Linked DNA regions of Gasterosteus aculeatus: region 1 is linked to region 2. Evidence: chromatin contacts called from public Hi-C data. All regions are on one chromosome and are shown on one strand. The core of a region is the stretch at or near the end of the contact, and the rest is flanking DNA. Distances in the headings are between cores, read along the strand shown. Region 1 holds the start of msi2b (musashi RNA-binding protein 2b). Region 2 overlaps msi2b (musashi RNA-binding protein 2b).

Evidence for each region. Hi-C and Micro-C count contacts between places; a contact is called where the count stands out from the background.
Region 1: a Hi-C map of liver shows a contact between it and region 2, with 1.6 times the contacts expected there. The contact joins the promoter of msi2b here to the enhancer-like site in region 2. A contact is called at or near these places in 2 of 6 Hi-C or Micro-C datasets (liver and skeletal muscle).

The regions. Positions count from the first base shown.
Region 1 is chr7:19,596,764-19,604,276 of fGasAcu3.hap1.1, forward strand. It overlaps msi2b (musashi RNA-binding protein 2b), which reads right to left and starts at 3,087. Exons shown (of 14, transcript XM_078107409.1): 1 at 2,842-3,087; 2 at 2,406-2,446; 3 at 1,928-2,009; 4 at 1,272-1,356. The coding sequence starts at 2,903.
Region 2 is chr7:19,538,276-19,545,667 of fGasAcu3.hap1.1, forward strand. The region is part of intron 5 of msi2b (musashi RNA-binding protein 2b); the gene reads right to left. Among protein-coding and RNA genes, the nearest start is that of msi2b, 58 kb to the right of the region's middle. Within about 2 kb of position 3,841, at least 2 of the 9 cell types and tissues checked have open chromatin away from gene starts, as enhancers often do. A contact at or near this core is called in liver, where this site is marked.

The sequences.
Region 1 (7,513 bases), core at 1,837-4,336, 58 kb after region 2:
CGCAAAAGTCCATTTGGTTAAGTAAAGCCTCCATTACTGAGCCGTTGTAAAATTGGCCGAAACACTCAAAGCTCCCCAACAATAATAAAACAAGAGGAGACAAATTACTGGCAAATTAAAATAAGATCCACCTTCCAACTAAAAGCCGTTTTATCTCTTTACCAATCACACTTGAGCTCAAAAATGTCGATTGAAATGGACAACAGATCTTTAAATGACTTGCTATGTCCTACACAGATTTCAGTGCCCTGAAGTGCGAATCCTTCTTCTCTTTTGAAAATACTGGGGAAACAAATACTCCTCCGTCTATGGTTGCCTTCAGCCGAGGTAGCACAGCAATGATTCCATTTCCCAAACTATGCTGGCATATCTGGATATCAGCGCCATGCCGAGCAGAAATCCCTGACGAATACAATCTCAGCTGAACCCTGTCTAATCCATCAGTGCAGACATCTCTCAAAAGAAAAGAGGAAAATGACTAGCGTCCTTAATTATTCATCTACTAACAAATTTCAAAAGGGCCAGTAGAATCCACAATAGTTGGAGTTCTCCATGGGTGTGTGTGTGTGTGTGCGTCTGTGGATCCATTAGCTCATCTTTTCAAATAAATTAAAATATTACTTACTAAGCTAAACACATTTATATTAGTAATGGATTGATAATAAACTGCTAAATATATATACACATATCTATAACCAAAAAATTTTTTATCACGGTAACTGTTGGCAGCATAACATGCTTGCCGTTTAGGGAGTTGTTTTATTCTGCTTTAGTTTAGCTCTTCAACGTGGGGGGGGGGCAGGACTTCTAAGTGCTGTGTCCCGCACATACAGTATCAGTGCATCTGGCGCGATACGACGCGATATCTGCGGGGGTCAAAACAGAAGCGGGGGCGGCCTGAGACAGCGTGCCCTTCACTGGAACATGAGACGTGTGAGATGTGCGCACGCTGCACATGTGGCTGTGTCGCGGCTGGTGGGGAGGGGAGGGTGGAGATGCATGTCAGCGCCATTCAGCCAGAGAAGTGAAAGTGAACACAAATAGTATTCACCCTGGAGTTGTGTGTTTATTTTATTTTTATTTTTTTTTATTGCTACGCTCAGTGTTGAAGGGACCATCACGCATTTAGCCCGTATGCGCGACCTTGATCCACGCAGTCTGTTTAACTTAGAAGGTGTTCGAGCACAAGGCCTGGCGGGCAGTGAAAAGTCACACCGTTGTGGCGGGGAGGAATAAACACTTATGTGGGTGTGTGGATGGCATTAACTCACCGTCTTTGAGTCTAATTCGTGGTGTTGTTGAGCTAAGACTTTATCTACACTGGCGGCGTCTGTAAACGTTACGAACCCAAATCCTCTGCAAAAAAAAAAAAAAAAAAAAGACACAGAAGGAGAACGTCAGAAATGCACACGCTGCAAAATATGTTTCTGCAATACATGTTAGTTCACGTGCAAATACTAAAACCACGGCAGAGACAACACTGTGCATGCTTTTTCACGTGACCTTATTATCCTTAAGATATTTTCCGAGCAAACATGTACAAAATATATATAATAATAAAAAAATTAAATAACAACCAAAAAGGAGAGCGTGCCGGTCCGTCCTGTGGCCGATCCGGAACAGAGACGGAGCGCGCGGCGGGTCGTTACGACGGGAGACGACGGCACACCAACATTGCGGTGCAGTCACAAAGTCAATGTCAAATTGCAGGCGGCTGCAGCTTTACAGCAGTGAGCGTTTAAGCTTATCTGGCTCGCTGGGAAACCACACGCAGGCGCGGACACAGCGACACACACATACGCGCGCGCGCACGCACACACACACACGGACACAACACATGCACGGCGGATTAACACGGGCAAAGTGAGCGATACCGTCACATGCACCGGGGAGGGGAAAAGTAGGAGGAAAAGCCCGGCGTTTTTACCTTGAGCGTTTTGTCGTGGGGTCTCTCATCACCATACATTCTCTTATTTCTCCGAATTTACTAAAATAGTCTCTAAGGCTGTCTGTGGATAGAGAACAAAAAACATGTCGGGGAAGGGGAGAGAGGGGGGGGGGGTGTTATTTGACAGAAACATATGGCTATGCTGTTGTCACTGCATTTCAAACAAGAACACACACACACACAGTAATACAACATTTAAAAAGAAAAACCCCGCGATGCGCATAGGGGTCGAATAGAGGACTTCATGTGGACGGAGATCAAGAATAACATGGTGCGCACACACACACACGCACACACACACACTAGTGAGATATCCCGTACAGTACACTGCTGCACGGTGCACATTCGCACATTACACCCGCCGCCGCCGCCGCGGCCACAAACGAGCACTCAGTCACAGCGACAAAACAACACGGAATACCGGGACACGGCGGAACAGAGAACAACAGTGTCTCACCTGGTGAGGTTTGCCAGCTGAGGCCACCGATAAACATTTTACTGTAAGGGGAAAACACAACAGAAGTGAGTCCAGATGTCAGTTCGGCCATTTTGACGACTAACTACTTCTAAAAGCGACCTTAAGGGATAAAAGCGAGACTGTGGAAACGCGCTGGCGCTTAGCAAATGTATAAATATAGATATAGTCTCGCTACATAAAAGGGGGGGGGGGGACACTCTCGCTACAAAAGCTGAAGGGGGGGCTTTCAACTGAACGTGGAAACGGACCCGTGCACGGTTTAAGTGCGTACTGTGGGGGGACGAATCCAGCACGGCAGTCGAAGTCCTCGCTTAAGATGTTGTAACGTGAAAGAAAGAAAGAAAAAAAAAGCAACAAAACAAAACAAACAAAAAAAAAAAAACGGACCGTAGAATACGTTTGGAAAGATTCTTACCCCGGGTCATGTTGTGAATCATTTAGGCTTCCGGATGTGGCTTGACTCCCGTCTGCTTCCATATCTATTTCAAACTATAGGCTGGGACTACAGTAACAGTGACAGACACACACAGATACGGGCAGGAGATATGCAAAGCCCCGCTATGAGAATATTACTGAGCCGGGAATGAAAGCGTCACACGTGGGATCAGCTCAGCCCCCTGCTCCCTCCCTCCCTCTCTCAGCACGCGCTACCTTGGCCCACAGGGGGCGGAGCCTGCCTCTGTCACCTAACCAATCCAATTGACGTCAATTCAGGCAATCTGCAAACCAATCCTCCGATTTGTCATTTAATTAAGCACTAAGCCACTGGAGGTGAAAGTGGCTTAATGCTCTTCTAAATCAATGGACACATAGCATTTAAATAAAAAAATAAATTAAAAAAAGCTCTGTCCAAGAAAGGGTCCTCTTAATTAGCGATGTTTGCTTATTATAATCCCGCCGACAGGTGAGCCTTTACAAAGATTACTTTGTACTAATTTAATAACTTGTTATTCCTCCGACGCGCAATATCGTCCCTCAGACAGAAGCGAAGATAATGGGTTAATTCCTCATACATGTTAATATTGAAACGATCCTGATTGTATATGGCTTGCAAGGGTTTTACAATTATTAAATATTTGAAATGAAATTCTGCACTTTATGACTTTAAAATGGTGATTCACACAGATGACACAGCATATTCACATTGGAGATGATTTTTATTAAGGTCATTTAACCCATCTTATCTTGGTGTACATTTAATGGTCCTTTCAGCTCTAAAAAGGATCAATGCAATGCTACAGCATCAACAATGCAATGTTATAATGTTAATATAAACAACAACATGTACATTTAAATATGTTTAAGTTACAGCTCAGAATATGCAGAGTATCAGAATTCGAAATGAGTTAAAAGGTGCCCAACACACATTAGGCATTGAGGTGAACCTTTATGAAAGCCAACAAAGAATAACCAGCAGACATCAATACAGTTATCTATACATGCAGTGGATTGATTAGCCATTTTTTAATGTAGATTACCTGTAATGAGCTGCAAGGGGGCAGAGCTGGCATGTTGAGATAATCTGCCTCTGCCCTCTGGTGACCCCGAGGAAGAAGACGAGGAAGGCAAAGAAAGGAATGTGTAAACAAACGTGCACAACATTTCACGGTGGGTTAATATATGTTTTCGGTACACATTTTCTTACACAGTGCTATCTATAGAATACAAGAAAAGGAAATCTCATGTACAAATTATGCTTTAAATTATGCATTATACATTTTCTTGCATCCGCGCCACATTTCCGCTCACAGAACTCGATAGACAAAAAGACAATACATTCTCTATAAATGCACTTTCCATTTGTCGTGGCACAAGAATAATTACAACAAAACGTCCCAAGCTCCGCGTGAAACGTGACTAGTGATCCTGTTTCATTATTCACAGTTTTCTTTTTTTAACAGGCCCGTCTGTGCTGACTGTTCGGGGCACTACCAGAGGGGATTTCTTATCTAGCCAAGCAGCATGTTTTTGAAACAATGACTAAGATAAACCACAAATAACATGACTTTTGACAGTTTAACAGCTAGGACTCTGTCATTAGTTTGGGGACACCCCACGTTGTGACTGTCTTTATCTGTGAAACAAATTAATGGAGGCAAATGGTGGCCAGTCCTTGTAGCTCCGGAGTCTCAAAGAAAATGAAGATTTGTCACTTTACTTACCTTCTACGCACCATTTTTCTGTTCCATGTCATTTAGTGAAACATTTAAGATTATATTGCTGTTGCAAGTTTCAAAAGTTGTCAAATGTGTGACGGTACCCTACAGCATGTGCCTCCAACGTGACGGTGGATAAGGAGAAAAAATTGCATCCACTCATGCAGCAGCAGAGATAGAAAGAGAGAGAAGAATGAGGGAGGCTATAAATTGATGCAGGAATATGAGCTCTGTAGAACAACACGCTTTAAAACGATCACAAGGTGTGCAAAAATACAGTGGATTTAACACATGAAGAGCAACTTGTTTTATGCTCAAATAAAAACACTGGGGTCTCCGGTTCCACAGTGGGGTTGTGCATTATTCCGCCTTTTGAACATTGTTATCAATGCTTTTCTCTTTGCTGTTGTTGCTCCGTGAAGAGTGCAAAGTCAAACGTGACAGAAAGGTAACATCAGGTGTGACGTTTTTATAATATACGATCACGGCTTGTGAACCAGGTTTGGACCAAAGCAAACCTCCCTTTTCTGTTTCCGATCTATCGCATTTCAACAACAGACCTTTCATGTGTTTTGGATAGTACTTTAGTTAAACGTTCAAGCTCGTCTTTTCACACCGATTGAAGGAGCAAAATGTATAGATTTCTAAATAAAACAGTGTTCTCCTTTAATCTGAGCAGCCACCACCGCCTGATGAAAGTGCCCAAAACGCTAATGCTTCTTTAAGCAACCTTAGGCTCTCTGACAGCGATGCTTTCAGAGCAGCTGAGCGTTAAGTATCAAATGAGGAGGAAAGAGAAGGCGTGTATCTTTTTTTTTCTTCTACAAAGTATGAACAAACAGATTTCCTTGAAACTGAACATCACCGCAGCGTAGAAGCGTTTCTAATAAAGGTGGCAGCTGTTGAAGACATTCTGATCATTGAAGGGGATGACGAGTAAGAAGAAATAGACACCTTTTCTTTTATATCCCGCATGCTTTGAACTCATCTGTGTGTTGAATAATAATTCAACCTTCGCTTTAGAATCAAGGACAATGCAACGATTTCTGGAATCACACAGTTGCATCAGTGCAATTGTGGCTTGCATTCAGTGCTGAAAGATGAACCGCATCTCAATAGAGAGGAAATTCAGCATGCAAAAAAAACAAAACAGAAAAGGAGAAGACGAAGAAGCTCGTAACTATCCGAGCCTTTGCATGAAGACTGGATGATTTGGAGATGGAGAAGTCAAATTGATAGTGTGTGAAAGCTGTGGGGGGAAAAGAAAGTGAGAGAAGCAATAGACTCGCTGACAGTGTTATGAGATGTTGTTTTCAGAAGAGGCATCCTGTTTCCTGTTGCAGTAATCATTTTACACCCTCAGAATCCTCACTTGACCTTGGAGAAATTGTTCGTGGATTATGTATAACCCCTTTTGTTCCACACTGATTCCTACATATAATCTGTTTGTGAATCACAAAGATATATTAACCTTTGAATGTGTGTTTATGATAGCGAAACTTGAAGTCTTTGAGTATTTTGTCATTTTGCTACACAATTTGCATGATTTTCACAGAGGCTTCCCATCTGTTTTCAGCATGCAAAGGAATCCGATATGTATCAATCCAGCACTAAAAGATCAGATCAGACTAAACACCTTCTATCACTTCCATGAATTTGTTTGGAATATAATTCAAACGCTCTTGAGACGTCGGTAATTTGATCTCTTAAATTTTGTGAATGATTTCACATTGATCTCGGTGGACCTCTGGAGGGCCTATTACAGTGAAATTCAAAATCCAGAAGAAAAAGCTTTTGAGAAGGCTACAGATGTGCACAAATTGTCTCCCTCTAGTGTCCTCTTCCGCCTGCTTCTTCGTTGCTGCATGAGCTAAAGCACCTCTCAGACTGAAGGGAAGGAGCCAGACCGAGACATGCATAATTGACAGTCCTATTTCAGGAATTAGCCACCCACCAAACTGCAGCCGACCAGCTCGCTCATCTCGCCTAGGATGGCTCAGCCTTTTGTGCGGGTACATTTTGGACACACTTGCTAATAAACCGATGACTTTAATGAATTCCATGTTCTGCTCTCGTTGTGGATTTGTACCTTTCCAATGAGTGGTTGTGTAAGAACGTAGCCGACTGATTGTGATATGTGAGGATCACTGGGACCGCGTGCGATTGTTACCGCACAGAGAAGCTGTTTGAAGTCAGATCAGTGGGGACGGATGTTCTGGTGATGAGTGATTTCTCTCCCCCATTATGCCCTCTGTAACTACGCAGATGAGTTAATTAAGCTCTGCCAGAGGCTACGCAATAATATTCCAGGTAGATGGGCCACTGTGATACTCAGACGTCCACGTTATTAAAAAGAACTAAAACGTAATATTTACTGTTGAACAATCAGGGACTTCTCAAAGACTGCAAACTTCCCTTGTAAAAGTCGAAATATTCTGTAATCCCCTGTACTTAGTGTCCCAAAAGCAGCTCTTGGCACCACAACGTAGCTCGCGGTACTGCCGAGAGTCACGGATCGGAACACATCTGCAGAATCTCTCCAACTACACCCATTTCTGTTCTAACAATAAAGGCCGAACAAGTCTCCTTCTTTTTTTTTTTTACCTCAGTATTAAAACACCATTTGCATGTGGGCCTCTGGCACAAGTGGGCGATGACGACATCATTTACCTGCTCCACTGGGCTGGGAGATAAGCTCATGCCCCTGCTGCTCCCCGGAATGTTCTGGCTGCCGTTCTGAACGACTCCAGAGAGAGCCGTGTGTTACAGATGATGACAAGTGGCATTAAAGCACCGCGAGGAGCCATCCTATCACCTGTACAGTCAGCAGTGCGGAGGAAGATGTGCATGTTGGCCTTTTGGAGAGATTTGTCGAGACAGAGGGAGCGGCGGGATCCCCCCCCCCCTGCAGAGAGACCCAGTCATGTAAGT
Region 2 (7,392 bases), core at 2,591-5,090:
AGACAAAATGCACCAAAACTGTTTGTAGAACACAAACTGACAGTTTAGCTTCCTTAATGCCCCCCCTCTGACACACAAAGCCAACTTGGGACATTCTGTATCTTTTAAGGCTACGCCAAGCAGGTTAATTATGAAAGTCACTCAAGAACAGACTGCTTCACACTTTGATGAATCTGATCTATTGTCTGATTTGCATATTTGTGTGTGTGTGTTAGATTGTGTGTGCGTGCGTAATATCTTTCCTCTTTTTTGGAATTAAGAGTAAACAATGCACCGCATTTATTGCATCCCTTTATAATATCGTGCTCTTGGCCTTAAGTGTGCCTTAAAAGCGAGAGGGGGACAGGAGGCTGCAAATGCAAAGGAAGTTGAAAAAGATAAGCCCGTAGCTAATATTGCAGCATACAACATTACGATTATCATTTGTGGGAATTGTAGGACTTTACCTGTGGCAGCAAACAAAATTCTCAAAGAGCCGACAGAAAGCTATTAGTGTTTGGAACGTGCACGCGGCGCGCAGAGGCAAAGCGCCAACGTTATTAACTCCCCAAGTGGGATATGAGAGGAGATGAATATAGTGTGCAACAATGAATATAACAATGAGAGAGGAGTAGGCAAAACAGAGCAGGCAGAACAAACACACACACAAACGTATTTATGCAAATGTTGGACTTTTTCCGCACAGACACTCTAAACTTGTTGTCTTTTGGGATGATCGACCATCATTTCGTGGCCTTACTGGAAGGGTAAGCGGACACGGCTCGGCAACGTTCTCTATTGGATTACAGATCAACGTCTGAGACCTCCGCTGTTCACTGCATTTGCACACGTCCGGGAGGCCAAAAGGTTTCTGCTGCTGAGCTCGGCGTATTGAGTGAAGAGAAAGATATTTTTAGTAGATTCATCCCTCAAGGGGAGACAAATCTAACTATTATTCAGTTAAAGAGCTAAATGTGATCGCCTCATTATAAAGGTGATGAAATGAGTTATGGGAAACAAAAGCAATCAATGCCGGATTTTCATGGTCAAACGTAATTTTAACAACAACAGCAACATTAAAATAATAAGTCTAATTTGCTTAATAAGTAGCCTGCTTCATTCATATCGCTGGACTGGAGCGGCTGTGAGCCATTAGTCAAACGGCGGTAAAGTGACTTCATAATGCGTTCTTCATAAGCTTTTCGGTCCTTTAAATATCCACAAAGAAAAATCGAACCGATTAGCTCCCATCCTCTGTATCCTAAATGAAGAATTCTACTCCAACTTTACGAAGGTGATAAGTGCATTTTTAATTCATTTCAACTCACTTTCACAATGACGATGAGTCGTTATATTATTAGTTATACAGTTATTAAAGTCAGCTCAAAATAATCATTGATCAAAAATGTACCAACAGGACGCCAGGTATTATATTACCTACGTGCAGGTTATTTATATCATATAAATAAGAGCATTGCATCGGATTACCTCGCCTCTTCCCTTTTACTCTCAGTGGAGCCTCTCAAACTTTTGATTCTGTCATATTGCACATTCGTTTACATATATTGGGAGTGGATCTTTCAGTCTCACACTCTCCCGTACCCCAACACACACAGACACGCAGACACCATGCACGCCATTCTCCGAGCCGGTACTCCGGCAGGTCGCCGACATCACACAACCAGACATGATTACAAGGTGTAAGCCTTCATCATGGCCCCCACCTCTCACACATGCAGGCTCACAAACAGTTGTAAACACAGAGCCCCGGAGGGAGGGCGGGGAGCAGGGAGGAGATTTTGATGTCATTTCTCATACCTAAAAATAATAGGACAGATAGGAAAAAATGAAACAAATAAAAAATAAAGCCATCGCTCTTTGTTGTATGAAGGGAAATATTTACTGGCATTCAGATCTGCTCCGCGGCCTCGTTCACGGGCAACCAGAAAGCCTCAGAAAGCATCTGTCAATGCAATGTAGTATGATCAAAGGCCTCGACGTTGTGCAGGCGCAGTGCGCTCACACACACACACACACACACACACACCAAAAACATGGCCAGTCCAGGTAAACACTGCCTCTGCTCATTTGCATCAGCAGAGCTAACTCACAAAGACAAAAACACAGCCGATAAACAACAAACAACAGCACAATCACTTCTGCTTTGGAGGGCGTTCTGCGCACAACAGAAAGCAAGGGCAGAGGGATGGTAAAGCGGAATTAGATCGTCATCGCAGGAAGGGCGAGTGATTAGAGCCGCTGCCGCCGGTGTCTCCTGTCCAGCTACAAGTTGGGGATAAGGGGCACCCGCATTGGACCGCATGCCCTTTTAAAAAGTGGCCTAATCTGAGCTCTAGTGTGCATAAATAGATCTGTAATTGCTTATTACACTACAATTAGGGCAAAGGAGATGAAGGAAGGAAAAGATGCTTAGTGCAAATGTGGAGTGACAGGCCCAAGCACCTGGGCCTGGGATTACAGTGGCCATTTGCACACGGACTGAAAATGAGCGCTATCAGGGAGAGAGAGAGAGGGAGAGAGAGAGGGAGAAATAAGTTGGGGGCGGGAGGGGAGGGGGCTGTCAAGCGCAGTGCAGAAGCTAATGACAACCCTAGCTTCGACTTGCACAGGCGTCTTTGAAGCCCGGCTCTGATCAGAGCTGTGATTGTCACCGCTGCAGGGCCACCACTCCTATATTAACCTACACTAACAGCTATTCAGTGAAAGTCACAGGCGCCCTTTCAAAAAAAGGAAAAAAAAAGAAAAAAGTTAGGGGGCCATCTGCTGCGGGATGGCCGAGAGATGAGTATTAAAAAAGAAAAGAAGAAGAAGACACGTGTGTGTATGTATACGGCCCCCGCTGCAAGTTGGGCTGCACATGGGGGCCAGATAGGGCTGATTAGCTGCACTTCCCTCCTCAACCCACTACAGTTAAGAAGATTGATAGAAGCAGCTTAGAGCTGATTATGGGGCCCTGGAGATGCATGGGCCCTTACCCAAACAGCGCATTCACACAGCATTCACAATGAGCGCAGCGTGCCTACGCTCGGCACCGGATGGGCATCGAGCAAACGTTACAGCGAGCAGAGGCAAATAAGAGAAATTGGACAACGCCAGAAGGGCTCTTAAGAGCCTCTTTTTTTGGAGGGGGAGGTGGGGGAGGGGGGGGTATATGAATTTTATGCTAATTGATGCTTGCTTGTGGCCAGATCTGAGAAAGCGCGGTGCGAACATTCAACATATTTCCGAGACGGTATACTGCGAACATGACTGGATGTATAAACCCCCCCCTCAGGGGCGAGGAGACACAGCACGCCTCCCCGTCGCCACCGAGCTCTCTTTAGCATGCAAAAAGGAAATTCACTGGGTTTTAACGCTGGCAGGCCGTTGCTTTGAAAAACCAAACAGAAATAGTTGGACTTCATAAAACCTTTGAATAATACACCCTACGCAAAGGGGGACGAAATGTTGTAGAGCAAAAACAACCATCTTAACCTTATTTTAACATCTGAGCTTTATTCTAACAGTTTCTAACAGCTTTATTCTAACTCGTTCCTTAGAGCTTTTAATGTCAGTAAAACAAACCACCATGTTATCTTTGACTTTTCCATTTTCAGTTCATTTGATTTATTTGGAAATCATTAAACCTGTTTATCAAATGTGCAATTATATGAACAGAGCATCCAAGGGGGAAAGCCCCCAATGAGCTAATAATGCCGACCTTTATAACCTTCTGCCAAGGGCTGAGCGGATCCAAAGCAATGATTAACTCACTTAACATAGTTTGATGGTCCCCGGAGTCCAGCATGGCTCATAGCGTGGAGGAGCCGACAGTCCCTTTTAACTGCTATCTGTTCTTTACACTACTAGCGCCTCTTCTTTGGGTCTCTGCTGCCCTCTCTCTGTTTCTGAACCTTTCCGACATTGTTGTGTACACGTTCCTCCAAAGTAAATTAACTTAATCCACATAGCCGGGCGTAGAGTACGGCCCGTTGCTTGGCTGTTTTTTTTACGTAACAAGCAGAAGGTGTATTTAAAGAGTGCATCACACCAACACTTGCAGCGCATTGGATATGAACCTTTTGAGTAAAAATAAATAACCCTCAGCATCAGATTGTTTTCATTCACAAGAGGTAAATGTGAAAATCTACAAATTGGAATCAGCATTTGACAGTGAACGAGCGAGAGTAATGGTGGGGGGGGAGGGTTTCAATAAGTTGATGTTCTCTTCTGTGACCCTTGACACCGATAGCAAATGTTAATTTTTGTAACAAGACCCGGGTGCTGGTGCTGACAGTACTGGAGGGGAAAACAAATGGGATTTTAACTTCCAATTACAATAATGGCTTTTTGTGACAGGCCCTCCAACTATGCACCTTACCCCGCCCCCTCTGCCCGTGTGTGTGTGTGTGTGTGTGTGTGTGTGTGCGTTTGTGTGTGTCTCCCCTCCTCTGTCTCTGACACACACACACACACACACACACACACACTCTTTCGGCTCTGCAAATGTGAGTGACATGATAACAAACAGTGACATGATGACAAAAGGAGGCGGAGAGCAACAGGGGGAGGTAAGGCCACATAAAAGGAGGAATACCCTAGTTCCACACACACACACACACACACACAGGTAACCGTGACATTTCCGCTGTCTAACCCTATTTACCTCTTTAATCCTCTCACCTCTCTGATATGCAGTTTATCTTCATCAGTTCTGAACATACAGAGCGGCAAAGAACACAAATCATTTAGCAAAAACAATGTCGTCGATTTTTATTTTATTTTGTTTATTTTCAGGTAAGAATATCTTCCCGATGATTAATATCTTAAAACAACAAAACATCGGCAAAAAGTCTCTTTTCAAATCTTAATTTCACTGTCGTGAGAGGTAAATGCGTTGGAGGCTCCTATGCATTTGACACGCCTTTGTTCACAGCAACTACCACCTCACGGTTCAGTTGATCAAGTCCTGCATCCATCGACTATTAGTACAGTACGACAGCTACGTGCCTCCCATTCCAATTCCTCTTTTTCTGGGGGGGCCGTGTGATGGAGCACTGCTGGTCCCATGGAGAGACCAACGGACCCATGACATTGCATGAAATTCAGCCTGAGCAATACTCGGCGAAATCTTCAACATTCTTAACCGTCGTTCAAGTTCTTAACACTTCCTTTATAAAAAAAAATGTATTCTTTCTCAACGCGACAATCTAACCGGACTGGATAATCCAAATAAATGGTTCCGTCTGGAGTACAGCGATATTTCATGCAAAGATAACGAATGCCCAAAGTTTATTCTAGAAATTAAAAGGAATCGGTATAGAATTAGAAAATGGATCACTCTTCAAGCTAAAGTGCAAAATTTGCTGGTTCCATTGTCTGAAATGCTCTCCGCTCTTTTATATCCTTATTACTGAATCTCTCTGTTGTGTTTTGTTCCAAGCGATTTGAATGTCACCTTGGGCTCTGCAGAAATTACGAGGGGCATTTTTCACAATCCTCCATCATTTCGGGGACAAAATTATAAGTTGATTGATGGATGAATCGATTAGTCGGGAGAATAACCGGCAGATTAATCAATGATGAAAATAATAATCGCTAGTCACAGCACCAATTAATTATGCAACCATGTAAATGGTTTAAGCAGACTTTTACTCACCCTGGCAGTTGCAACACTGTTGTCTAAATATAAATGCAGCCACATATGACTAACTGAATGCAACCTTGTTAATCATTTATAAGTAAAACAAACTCCAGGCAACTGCCAAGATGATGGAAACACAATCCATTCTACTATAAGTTAATTATGCGCTTCATTGTGTTCCAAAAGAAAAACTGGATGTGCGCATCATGCCGGTCCACCAAGGTCATCAGGCGTTCAGTATCATTGGCGGCGTGGATCCAACCCGCCAGTGGCCGTGTCTCGGGTGTTACACGTCTTACCGTGCACCTCCCGGCTGAGCATGTCAGATTCCCCGGAGGTGGAAGTCGGTCAGGACTCTCGCCCCCCTGTGGTACGGCCTGCAATTTGTGCTGATGCAGAGCGCCGAGCCGCTCCGGCTGAGGGTGACTTTCATCCGTCACATTTTAATAGGCAATCACAGTCAGTCGTTTCTGTTTATTATTTCACTTTTTATCTATCGGCCGTCTGGGCTATCTGTTTATATTCAGACGCAGACAGTCTCGCACAGCTATTTTCGCACAGCTATTTTCACACAGCGGTGTATATTTGTTATAGCCATTTGAATATCCAGAAAGTTTCACTTCATCAATGATTTCTTTTTCAAAATATTTACGTTGTTTATGTTTCAATTTAAGTGTTATGCAGTGAAGTGCAGTCAAAAGGACATGAAGACACGAGGACAGCCTCTGAGAAAGTAAAATGAATTGACACTAACTTTATATGTATTATTATTTAATATTCCTAAAGAATTTGTTAACATATTATTTTGATTAGGGTTGTGTGCATACTGAATACTATGCAAAGCTTTTTCAAATCATTGCTTAGTAATTTAATTAAAAATCAAAAACAAACCAACCAATGCTGTGAAACATGAACACCCATAATCTTCTGGGTGTTTACCACCGTCAGCTATTAGCTCTGTTGGCTGTATCAGCCATAGATAAATATAAAGGCTAGATGTCTTACGGCGGAGTATAGAACGTCCTCACACGGCGGCCATCTTGGTACAGTGCATTCGCCTACCCATAACATTGTGTTCATAGTGGTATATGTATTTTAAATAATAATAACTTTTGTGGCGTGGTGGTTAGCACTGTTGCCTCACAGCAAGAAGGTCCTGGGTTCGATTCCGCCCAGTGGCCTTTCTGTGTGGAGTCTGCATGTTCTCCCCGTGTCTGCGTGGGTTCTCTCCGGGTTCTCCGGCTTCCTCCCACAGTCCAAAGACATGCTCTGGGGATCAGGTTAATTGGGGACTTTAAATTGCCCGTAGATGCGTGAATGTGAGTGTGAATGGTTGTGTGTCTCTGTGTAGCCCTGCGATTGGCTGGCGACCAATCCAGGGTGTACCCTGTCTATCGCCCGAAGTTGGCTGGGATGGACTCCAGCCCCCCCCCGCGACCCTGTGTACAGGATAAGCGGTTTGACAATGGATTGATGGATGGAATAACTTTTTCAAAAATACGGGACAAATATGTCCGCAATGAAAAGCAACAGTGGCGATGCACGGGCCAAAAGTCTACGCACATGGTGGCCATCTTGGTACAGTAAGTGAAAATGAAACAGAACATTATTCATAAGTATGCACTGTTATAACTACATCTATGATCTGTTTATAACAAACCAAACCATTTAAAAATCGGTAGAAAAATTTGTAGATTTTCACATGTACCTCTTGTGAATGAAAATCTGATGCTGAGGGTTATTTATTTTTACTCAAAAAGTTCATATTC